Linked DNA regions of Oryctolagus cuniculus: region 2 is linked to region 1. Evidence: chromatin contacts called from public Micro-C data. All regions are on one chromosome and are shown on one strand. Each heading gives the region's core, a stretch centred on a gene start, on an enhancer-like site or on the middle of the called end of the contact. The rest is flanking DNA. Distances are from core to core; before and after follow the strand shown. Region 1 holds the start of RESF1 (retroelement silencing factor 1). Region 2 has its middle 59 kb from the start of BICD1.

Region 1 (6,047 bases), core at 1,568-4,067:
TAGGAGTTGGTCAGAGATTAAAAAAAAAAAAAAACAAAAAAAAAAAACAAAAAGCCACCGTCGTGATTAGTATTAGCAGGAGACAGCCTATAGCAAGCCTCCAACAAGGGTATGTGCATAGAGCATAATAAAAATCAACATAAGTAACTCCATTTTATTTTTGTAACTTGTTTTTAAGTAATTTGTCTTGAACAACATGATTGACATAAAAAAAGGGAAAAACATGTTGAGTGTAGAATTGAATGCCCACATCTGCAAAAACAGCTACAGCCTCAGTGACAGGAGCTGATGTCTGCGAATGCTAAGAACAGAAAAATAACTTAAGACTTGAGAAAAATGCATTAAGAAGAGCATATTGGGCTGGCGCTGTGGCATAGCAGGTAAAGCTGCCACCTGCAGCGCTAGCATCCCATATGGGCACCGATTGAAGTCCCGGCTGCTCCACTTCCAATCCAGCTCTCTGCTATGGCCTGGGAAAGCAGTAGAAGATGGCCCAAGTGCTTGGGGCCCCTGCACCCATGTTGGAGACCCGGAAGAAGCTCCTGGCTTTGGTGCAGCCCAGCTCTGGCCGTTGCAGCCATTTGGGGAGTGAACCAGTGGATGGAAGACTTTCTCCGTCTCTCTGTCTCTGCCTCTCTGTAACTCTGCCTTTCAAATAAATAAAATAAATCTTTAAAAAAAGAACAGCATGCTGTGAAGAGGACCGGTCTCAGAGCTGATGCCTGCACCCTTTGCCTCCTAAAAGCTGTGACGCCCCTGATGGTCTGAATGCAGTCTGAGGCCAGACCAGTGCAGCCCCTGCGTGGTAGGAAGGAAGGTCTCTCTGAGGCCACTCTCTGCCCTCTCTGCACTCAGCTTCTGCTCCCATGCTTGCGGCTCTTCTACAACCCGGTACCACCTACAGTGGGAAACACTCCCACCTGCCTACACTCAAGGAACAGACTTGGACACAAAGTACAGGAAAACCAGGCTTTTAACAGTGGCCTTGAAAGATTGGGTGTTTGGGAGGCAGGCACAGTGGGTGTAGTCCCAGCAGGGACTTATTTTCCTAACATGCAGATCCCGCCCCCATTTCTGCACTGGCTGAGTACTGTGGGGTTACAGTCTTCCCAGAGGTTACCTAAGTTTTTATTATTTTTTATAAGACAATCGCCTCTCCTCCCTCCTGTTCAAGTTTCCACCTCTGAGAAATGGCTCACTGGCTCTATGTAGTTGACCCTTCCCTATTTGACTATACTGTTTTTTCTTGGGGGGGGGGCGGATTTCAAGTGCGTGAGCTTTGTGGCTGCTACATCAGCGAGCTTCTATACAAGCTGGCTACTGTCGCTCCCCCTCTTCGCGGAAGAACGACACAGGACCCTGCGCTGTTCTTTCGTCTGCTCGGCCCTCCCCGGGTTTGCTGCTGGTTCTTCCCGGGTTGGCTGCTGGTTCTTCCCGGGTTGGCTACCGTCCCTTCCACCTCCGTGGAAGGGCGGTGCCCCCTGCCACTTTCCCCACTTCCGCGGGGGAGCGGCACACCGCCCGCCCGGCTCTCTCGGGGGCTTCTCAGGTGTTCCTCTTAGATGTTCCTGGTGCATCTTGTCTCTCTCCTCCTTTATAGTCCTCTTCCACCAATCCCAACTCTGCTACCCACATGCCGAGCACGCTGCTCTCCTCCAATCAGGAGCAGGTCCTACTGTTTATTGGTTGAACTGGAGGCAGCTGTGTAAAAGTTGTTTTTACTCCTCTCCCAGCGCCATATTGTGGGAGAGCAGATGCGTAGAATAAGTCTTAATTCGAGTAACTTAGTCTAGTCCGAGTTGCTCCCCACAGGCTACAAGTAATTTCCAACTCAGAGCTAAGCTTTTTGAAAAGAAACCGTGTTTTTACTTCTCCCACTGCTGTTCATGCAAACTGAATTCAGTGTGTTGCTTGACTGGATTATATGATTGATCCATTGGTTTACCATTGGATTAAGAACTTGACATTTGCCTCAGTTACTCACGGACACCCCCAGTTTCCTTGGGTTTCTTAGGCCCTGTGACTTCCTGGAGTTGATTTGACTGGGATGATCAATAAGGCATGAGATTGTGGAGAGACACAAACTGTGACTTGGGTGACCAAGTAAGTTTCTCTATCAGGACCGGGCACGTGAGCAGGAAGCTGGAATCTGGAGTGGAGCCGGGACTCGACCCAGGTTCGTGATGTAAGGACAGAAAAGCGGGACAACGAGGAGACAGAACAAGGACTCACAGCTAGAATAGGTTTATTCAGAGACAGACCAGAGAGGGGCTCCCTCCTGGTGAGCGTGCAACAGAGAGCCACCTGGGAACACACAGCAGGGAGGGAGTGGGCCCGCACAGACTGGTGGCTTATATAGCTTAGTGGATGGGACGGCTTGGGAGGAGCTTGGCTGGGCTGGGCTTCTGAGATAGTGGCTAGAGCTTGGGCTGGAGGCAGCTCCCTCGAGAGGGGTGTGGCTGGTGAGGGTCTTAGAGTGGGGGGAGCTGGGGCTAATGGCTGGACCCTTAAGATGGGGTTTGGCCGACGGTCCTAGCAGGGCAGGGCTGAGTGAGCTGAAGGGGACCGCAGGGAATTGGGGTACTGCTGCCAAGCGCGCAGGTGACAGGCGAAAATAGCTCTAAGGCTTTTGTTTCTGACCGCTGTGCCAAAATTCTGATGCAAATAAGAAGCGAGAGGCTCTTCACGTGGCTCAGCAGCTTTCACCGGAGCCCAGGGAAAGTGCTCTGCAGGGCCAGCGGCGCGGGCCCGGGGCCCTGAGCGCGGCATCTGGGCGGCACTAGGACCGGGAGCGGGGCCGCCCCGCGCCGCACGCCCGGGGCGGGGCTCAGCTGTGCGGGAAGCCGGGGCCGGGCTGCCCGGCCCGCCCCTGGAGGCGGACCCCACTTGACTTAAACTCCGGGGCCGGGAGGCGGCCGCGTTCCCCTGCCTGCCTGCCTGCCGGCCGGGGCTGTCCTCCGCGTCCGCGGTAAGTGGGCGGCCGGGTACCGCGCGGAGCCTCGCTCGCCTCCCGGGGACGGCCAGGCGGGGCGCCGCGGGCCGGGGCCGGGCGCGCTGGCAGCCGCGGGCTTTTGTTCTGCGGCGCGGAGCGAGCGGCGGCCGCGGGCAGCTCCAGGCCCGGCCCCCAGCCCTCCGCGCCCTCGGGCCGCCGCCCGCCGCGGTCGCTGCCCGTCGGGGACGCAGGGGCGGCGGGGCCGGAGAGGACACCGAGCCCCGGGCGCGGGGCGGGGCCCGGGCGGGCGCACGCGGTGTCGCGTCGCGGCGGACCGCTCTCTGTCGCTGGAGTGGAAGAGTGGGGAGAAGAAAAAAGGACCAAAAAACCCCCCACACCTTTGTTTTCCTTTCTGTGTGTCCCCGCCCCTGTGCAGCCGAACCCGGGGCGCGGGCGCTCGGCTCGCGCGTGCAGGCGACCGTGGGCGCGCCCGTGCGGAGGAGCCGGGGTCCCCGTGCGCGAGTTCGCGCCTCGGGCAGCTGGGGCGGCGTCCCGCGGGATGCGCGCTCCCCGGGGACTCGCTCGGTGGGCCTCGAGCGCCTGCCTGCAGGAGGGAAAGCAGGTGATGTGAGTCTGCTCGCCGCACGAGCCGCTCGGCAGCTGCGGGTTTCTGCAGAGCGTGTTGACTCTCAATCAGGATGGAGTTGCACTGAGTGACGTTCCTCCCTGCCCCCTCCAGCCCCGGTAGTCGCGTTCCCTTTCATTAATGCCAAAGGAACATCGCTGAGATGGGACGTTTCTGCTCCGAACTGAGGGAACCCGGAGAAGTGTATGCATTGTAACCTAAGGGAATGGCGTTTTGAGCCCAGATCTGGCTTCTGTCCCGTTCTAGCACCCTTAAGAATGCAGTGTGTTTACTGTGCTTTCAGGGCAACCTTAAGGGACACAGCTGCACAGTCATGTGTCATGTCAGGCAAACGCGTTAGCTAGCGGGTCCTGCCACTCATCACACAGTGATTTTTTTTTTTTTTTTTTTGCTCTCCCTAGAACCAAAGAAGTGTAGATACTGTGTGCACTTAGACTGGCACGTTTGCAGGGCAATGGAAACAAGCTTACTAGAGAAGAGTTCTAGTTGAAGGTAAGTGTGATTTAATCCCCTGACCCTTCCCTTTCAGCGAGTAATTTATCTGTTGTGGAATAAAATGATTAACTCCAGATCAACACCGGTTGAAAATTAACCACAGGACACAATGGGGGTGGTGTTACAGCTGCAGAAGGAACGGGGTAGTTGGTGTGGTGCTGAGGATCCAGCCCTTCATCGCGGCCCCAGAAGGAAGGGGTTGCTGGGGCGGTGGAGTGAGTGGTGGGGGAACCAGTCCTGTGCAGGCCGAGTGATGGTCTCTGGGCATCCACCCTGCAACCCCTTGCTGTGCCACCTTGGGAAGATTGGCCCCTAACTGTGTTCTCATCTGTAAGAGAACAGTAGCACCTACCTCATGGGATTACTGAGACAAGGCACGTGGGTTTCATACACAGAACACGCTTAGAACAGGTCCTGGCACGTAGTAAATGCTCTGTCCATCTTCACTGTCCTCATCATGGGCAGTGTCCCGCCATCTGACAAGCTTACACTATCTTGCAGGAAATTCAGTGCACTCATTTTTACCAGATTCTTGAGCTGTGTGTTGATTAAGCAATCACTGTAGATCCTGCGGGGTCTTTTTATTGGAGGGGGAGGTGGTCCTTCTGTTAGGAAACACCAATCACTTGTTGGCCACAGAAGGTTTTGCCTGCAGCCCTGTTGGAAGCACAGAGTGCCCGCCTTGTGTTCTGTGGAGGTTGGCTTTTTCTGGTTACTTTCTGGATTATCAGCGGTTTATTTCAGGAGCTCTTGCTTAGGGAACTGATCTAGTCCTGTTTCTTTAAAGGTAAATTTCAAGAATCTTTGTTTTGTCTAACCAGGCCAGCTCCCCACCCCCAACTATTCAAGAAGACACAGAAAGCATTCGGTTTGAGATAAAGGAAGAGTCTCTGACCAGCCCTGGCCATAGAAATGCAAGTTAAAGTTTCAGTGAAGAATCCTTGAAAGGAGGAGGAAGTAGTCTAAGGAACCTTGAGAAATTCCAAGAGCATTGTTGTGGGCGGCCCTGCCCTAAGTACTTGCAAATGCTGGGCGCTGGGGGAGGCTGGCCTGCAGAGGCTAGTGTGTCAGTGAGACCAGAACCACGCTTTTGCTGCTCTGTTCGAAGCCTCCCAGAATCTGATGACAACTTAGATTCTCCTGGGATGGATCGGATTACAAGGCTTCATTTATAAATAAACTCTTGTGGTTAAAATTGCAAAGTGTGTTTAAAGAAATTGTATTGTCCAATTAAGTGTTAAGAAACAAAGTATAGTCAGATGGTGTGTGCGTTTTTTTTTTTTTTGGGGGGGGGGGTAAGCCCCAAGGGAGAATTTATTAGGTTACGTAATTTTGAAGTTGTGAATGGAACCAGAATGTGAATCTGAAAGTCTTAAAGACTTTGAACAGAACAGTATCTGTGGCCTCTGCAGAGATGTCAGTAGATCCCACAGCCCTCCCTCCACTGGGCGGTACTGCCCTCTCCAGATGTGTATCTAATCAGCTGCAGGCAGCCTGGAGCAGGGCAAACAGCCGCCGGCTCCACTCTCCACTCTGTGCTTGAGGGTATCTGTGCTCTAACAGGGATGTGCTGAATTTTTTTTTTAAAAAGACTGAGAGATTTCATACAGCATGCATTCATCCAGTATACACTCAGGGTATGGTTTGCTGGTTTTTAGTATGTTAGGGTTTTGCAACCATTACCCCCGTGACCTGAAGAATGTTTTCTTAACCCCAGAACTAGAATCTCCTGGCTCAGCGGTAGTAGTGCCTCATCCTCCCCACCCCAGCCATTCCTGAGCAGACCCTGGTGTAGTTTCCTGTCAGTCTGAAATCGTAGAAGATTTGGTCTACTGTGGTTGTCTCTCTCTAGCACAGTGCTTTCAAGGAATATATGTCATTCCTTTTAATTGCCAAATATTGCCCCATGGGCTGTATCACAGCACGCTTTGTTCATCTCTCCGTCAGTTGGCAGACATCTGGATGGTTCTCCTT
Region 2 (6,047 bases), core at 2,503-5,002, 76 kb after region 1:
AGGCTTCGTGCCCTTCCTGGGACGTGAGTGTTCCTATCCCAAGCTTGTTTATCTTCCTCCCTCTTCTTGAAGCTTCTCTCTGACCAGGTGTGGCTCTTTCTCTTCTCTTAGTTTTAGCCTGAAATGTCACCTCTCCTTCTTTAACCACCATCCTGTTTCAGGCAGCCCTCCCCTTTTATTCTTCAGAGAAGCACTCTGTTACTTTTTTTTCTTTATAGCATTTAATACGGTTTGTCATGAGCTGTTTCCTTTGTTCAACATTTGCGGTCTATTCCGCTGTTGTCAGAGCTGCAAGTGTGAAACCATCGATCAGGTCTTTTTGAACCTCAAGCAATAAATTGGATGAGACTCAGACAAATAGCAAGTGCAATAGCAAAAGCTTATCACAGGAAAGAAGTTCCCTCCTTCAGACAGCAGGAGCAGCCAGCAGATCTGACCCTGTCTGAGGTCCCTAAGTGTTAATGGCTTCTCTTTTATAGGGGTGGTTAGGCACTGGGTGAAAGACCCTTAATGAGGTATGGAGATTCTCTACCTATGCAGGTGCCCTGGCCATTGTCACCTCTGTATACACCGCTTTTGAGTGAAGATTATTGTTCCTGTATGTTAACTTCTAAGTGAAGATTTCTCCAAACTGGCGGTTTCTGACAATTTATCAGTTGAGGAATTAGAACGCTGCGAGCTATGGGGTGTGCCGGCTTCCTGTCCTACCTGTTTAAACAGGGAGTCTCTGTTCCGTTTCTGCACTTAGTCCATGGTCATCTCATGCCTCGACTCCTCCAGTTGGCCTTCTCTGCCTCCTGCCTCAAGCTCGACAGAGGCAGAGATGTAAGAAAGGAGAAACGGAGGCCCCGAGTTGTGGGATTGCTTCGTTCAGTTCTCCCACTTAGCCCTGCCCTGCGCCCTGTCTCACCCTCACTTGGCTTCTGTGCTCGGCGATCGAGGCTACCGTAGCTGTCCTGTTCACCTGGGCTCTGCAGAGCTGGTGATTAGTAAATACTTGGTGGATCAGTGACTGAAGCATCCTTGTCCACGCTCTCACATGACCTCACAGAGACCCAGCCTCAAAAGAAACTCACACAAGAGACTCAGAGATGGCTCTGCTTCACCTCCATGGGGCCTGGAGTTAACTCTGACTTCCGAAACCTGTGTGCTCTTGCCTCGGAGTGTACGGTCGTGGGGGTGGGGCAGGAGAGGGCAGGTGCTTTGTGTGTCCCCTTTATTTATCAATGTGTAGAGGGGAGTGTTGATGCAGATTTCGTGAGTGAACTAGAAGAATGGGGGCCCCTGCCAGTTGCACATTGGACTGGCCATAAATACTGGAATCTGGACTCTGTCCAGTCATGCTGCACAAAACACTCATTGTAAAGAGAAACTCAGAACAGCTTCGATTTGGGTCAAGGAGAAGAACTGTCGGCAATGCTGTGTCTGACTCGTCTAGAGTGAGCTGAGAAAGCACTCAGTGAGGGGTGGAGAAAGCGCACCACGGTGGAGCAAGGCAGGCGCGTGCCCAGCCCTTCGCTCGTGCTCTGCCCTGAGAGTTTTGCCTTGGAATTTAGGGCAAGAAAATTCCCGCGTTTCAAACCACTTGAATTACAATTTTCTGTTATTGGTTTGGATGTTTTAATCAGTTGTAGATAAAACACCCAGCAAGGCGGCAGACAGCGCGGTATCGTAGGTTAAGCCTCATTTGGGGCTCTCACATCCCATATCGGATCACCTGGAACTGAGTCTCGCCTCTGCTTCTGCTTCTGGTTTCCTGTTGATGCACCCTAAGAGACAGCAGGTGATGGCCCAAGTGCTTGGGTTCCTACCACATCCGCCTGGGAGATCCAGGTGAAATTTCTGGCTCCTGGCTTTGGCCTGGCCCAGCCGTGGCTGTTGTGAGCATTTGGGAAGTGAATGTCAGAAATGATCGTGGTGTGTTTGCATAAAAGACAGCCGATTGCAGGCGTGATAGTAGGCGTCAGCAGCATGTGGATAGGGAGCTGCGAGAACCTCACAGCAGGTTGACTGTTGAGCCAGCTTGGCAAACTGTGCACCACTTGTTATCTTTGTAACCTTCAGCAATTCTGTAATCTCTAACAACCAGATGTCTGGTACACAGTGCTCTTGCCTCTGAGTTCCTGGTGCGCTGATGATCCCGCGGTGTAACTCCCCTTCCCCTGTCCTAAATCGGCCATTACCCCTCCTTCACTCTGCCTTAGGTAGCCTCTCAGGTGTAGGTGCACCTCCCAAGTTTCGGTGAGGAGTGGGGGAGGGGACTTCTGCATGGCGGGGATAAAAAGAGCTGGATTTCTGAGGGCGGTGCCTGCTTCCACCCCCTGCTCACTGCTCCCAGTACCAGGTATCAACAGACACCTCGCTTTCCGCTTCCTTTATGCTTCTGAATCTAATCTTTAGTAGGTCGGTGGTCTCAGGTGGGCTTACTTCCCACAGTGAACCAACATATCGAAGATCTCTTTCTATCTCTCTGTCCCCCCATATATAAGTGCTTCTATTTATTTTTTCCCACGAATTCCCTCCAGGTGTCGGTCAGCAGCAGGTAAGGAAGCACCCTGCTCAGAAGCCCTGAAGTCCCCATCTGCCAAGCCCTTGGTCAGTTGCTCTGTGATTGCTGAAGTCAAACTGGACACAGCATCTGCCCCGAAGGTGCTGTAACTCCAGTAAATTTGCAGAGTGGACAGGGGCAGCGGGCGCCACAGCTGCCCAGGAAGCCAGTGTGCAGACCTTGAGTGAGACTGAGTGACGGCTCATTCACATCCTTCTGCTTGTGGGGCGTGCAGTTACCAGGGAGGACTTTAGCCTGAGAATAGGGAGACCAGGTTTCTTGGTTCAAGTCTAGCACCGAGTTGCCATGTGGCATCAAGAAGCTCACTGAATGTCAGCAGCCTGAATGTTTTCTCATTCGCGAAAATGCAGGAGCTTGGTTTGAGATGTTCTTCAGAGATGCCTTGTTTTTGTCCACACCTAACTACTCGTATCTGTGTGTAGAAACAAGTGATGCCGGCGCCACGGCTCACTAGGCTAATCCTCCGCCTTGCGGCGCCAGCACACCAGGTTCTAGTCCCGGTCGGGGCACCGGATTCTGTCCCGGTTGCCCCTCTTCCAGGCCAGCTCTCTGCTGTGGCCAGGGAGTGCAGTGGAGGATGGCCCACGTGCTTGGGCCCTGCACCCCATGGGAGACCAGGAGAAGCACCTGGCTCCTGCCATCAGATCAGCGCGGTGCGCCGACTGCGGCAGCCATTGGAGGGTGAACCAATGGCAAAGACCTTTCTCTCTGTCTCTCTCTCTCTCACTGTCCACTCTGCCTGTCAAAAACAAAAACAGAAAAGAAACAAGTGACATGTTCTTCTGGGTTTGCGTCTACCTCCCTTAAGTGCGGTGTTTGGTGTGTTTTGTGGAGGCCTCACAATTACTAACTGCTGTGGTCTGCAATGATTTGGATGCCCTTTGTCTCCTAAGGATTCAGGTACTGGGAGGTGGTGGAACCTGGAGGAGGTGGGGCCTCTTGGGAGGCATTAGGTCCCTGAAGGCACTGCCCTCAGAAGGAATCTGTGTTGTGCTTGTGGGACCCTGGGGGGCTGTTATAAAGGACCCAGTCTTGGAGAGGGCATTTGGCCTGGTAGGCTGCTGGTTGAGACACCTGCGTCCCGCGTCTGAGTACCTGGATTTGACTTTGACCGCAGATTCCGGCTCTCCATTCCAGCTTCCTACTCATGCAGGCGCTAGGAGGCAGCAGGGAGGGCTCAGGCGACTGGGCTCCTGCCACCCACCAAGAGACCTGCCTTTGGTCCCCCGCTCTGTGGAGGGTTGTTGGAGGTGTTTGCAGAGTGCTCTAGCACATGGGAGCTCTCTCTCTTTCTCTCTCTCTGCTTCTCAAATTAAAAAATAAATAAATAAAAATGTTTTTTAAAAACCCAGAGGAAATCTGGCAGGTCTCTGCCTCCTGTCTCATTAGTTGAGTTTGCCCTCTTGCAGCTGCTGTCTTGACATGATCCGTCACGTGACAGAGCCAAGGTGGCCTCAGAGCAGCTGAGCCAGTGCCAGTGCCAGGCCCTTGAGCCACCAGAAGGCTGCTCGCCTGGAAGCAAGAGAAAGCAGCAGAGGGTGACAGCGCAGTGAGGTCTGGGTTCCCAGTGCCAGGTCTGAGCAGCCACAGCCCCACACGTGAGGACCGCCAGGAGGGTCTGTCGGTGGAGGAATCGAGAGGCTGGCACTCGATCTCAGGGTCTGGGCTGCTGCTGCCTGCGGTGCTGAGTGTTCAGTGGCTTCTTTGCCTCTTGCCTCAAGTCACTGTTGGGGATTTCCTAGGCCAGTTCTCAAAGACGTACAGTCCACCCGAGAACCTGGGCCACACACACTTGCGTGTGTGCCTAGGTGGCTGAAGCCATCGGTAGCCTTACACCGCTGCACTCTGGTCTTTTATCCTGTGGTTTCCTTTGTTGCTGGGTTGTTGGCGCCCAGTAGCAGTTGGAAAGGGCTGGTGCGGGGTACAGGGAGGATGGCTGGCAGCTGTTTTTCTTGGATCTGGCTGTGGGTTGCGGAGCCAGATGCTTGTTATTCTCTCCCAAGCCCTCTAAGCAATCTGCCTTGGGTCTTGTGACGGGGGTGGGGGGGTGGTTGTGGAAGGGGTTTATAGGGAGAAAGCGCATTCAACTCAGCCTTGTCCTCGGGTTCCGAATGTGGGGGGTATGCCCTGAAAAACCAGGAGTGTTGGTGTTCTGTGAGAGAGGCTTGGGTGTATAATTTTTTTTTTTTTCACAAAACTGATATTTTACCACATTCTTAGTTTCTTCATGACAAAATAACAAATCATTAAAAATGTTATAAGGCAATTTAATGTTAATTACTAATGTTTTCAAAACAGTAAAATTATGAAAAATCTTATTACATTCACGTGTATCAAACTTCAGTGAACAAGAAACGAAAAGTGAAACTTGCTGGAGAATATTCAAATGTTTTTTCAGTGGGTTTACGTCACACTCCTGCTGCACGTGGTATAATTTTTAAAAAGTGAATCAATTTAGAAATGTAGTCTCCTCCTGCAGCATCGGTGATCTGTTACTGAAAATTGGTCGTTCTGTGAAGGACAAATACACCCACAAGGAATAAATGCAGGCAAGATGGAGAATGAGCTGTAATCAGTAAGGTTTGGGGCTGCATTTTTATACTACAGGGACGTAAAGGGGTGGTGTCTGGGGCGGAGCTTAATGGAATATGCAAAGAGGTGGAGCTTCCCGCGGGCTCAAGTACCTCTTGTTTCTTGTCCTTTTTTGGAAGTCTCAGAAGTGTCATAGCAGGTGCATCATGGGAGTGGAAGTGTCAGCCATGGTTATGTCATTATAATGACCTAATAGGCACTGCGGGGATGCAGCCTACAGTCATATTAGATAATTCTAGCTGGCACTGGTTGTGGTTTTTTTTTAAAGATTTGTTTATTCTGGCATTGATCCTAAATTGCAACATAGAGGAAGTTGCAGTTTCTGCTGTGCGGAAGAGGGTGGGGTCTGGCAATACACTAGAAAGGGATTTGGATGGTGTGACTGGGGCTGTCACACAGCGGGTCATGCAGGACTGCTGCAGGCTGGGGCTGTCACACAGCGGGTCATGCAGGACTGCTGCAGGCTGGGGCTGTCACACAGTGTGGGTCACGCAGGGCTGCCGCAGGCTGGGGCTGTCAGACCTCGGCTCTTTGCTGCTGGCTACCTCCCTGGCTTCATCGTCTGCACATGGAAAGGAACAGAAATGATTCCTTGTCTCAGTGAGGCCAAGTAGCACATACACAAAGGGGTACTACTCAGTCCTTACAGAGAAAGGAATTCCGTCATTGGCTGGGTGCCAGTGAGTCCTCTGAGGTGTAGACAGAATCTGGAGATGTGGAAGGCCCAGTGCTTTGCTTCTTTGACCTAGGTGGGACCCTGACGGCCCTATGGGAGAAAGTTACTGAAGAAGCGAGTTGACTTTCTACAAAGTCAAGGTGAAAGATCAGAACTGCAGCAGGAGGCAGGTGAGAACTTGAGAACGTGCAGGAGCGAATCTGAGCCCCG

Evidence for each region. A called contact is a pair of places that touch in the nucleus more often than the background predicts.
Region 2: a contact with region 1 is called in a Micro-C map of ear pinna, with 2.0 times the contacts expected there. The contact joins the enhancer-like site here to the promoter of RESF1 in region 1. A contact is called at or near these places in 2 of 6 Hi-C or Micro-C datasets (ear pinna and skin fibroblasts).

What each region holds. Positions count from the first base shown.
Region 1 is chr9:128,139,232-128,145,278 of mOryCun1.1, forward strand. RESF1 (retroelement silencing factor 1) reads left to right here and starts at 2,818. Exons shown (of 4, transcript XM_008259424.4): 1 at 2,818-2,968; 2 at 3,980-4,070.
Region 2 is chr9:128,214,484-128,220,530 of mOryCun1.1, forward strand. No RefSeq gene overlaps it. Among named protein-coding and RNA genes, the nearest start is that of BICD1, 59 kb to the right of the region's middle. Within about 2 kb of position 3,753, at least 1 of the 8 cell types and tissues checked has an H3K27ac peak or open chromatin away from gene starts, as enhancers often do. A contact at or near this core is called in ear pinna, where this site is marked.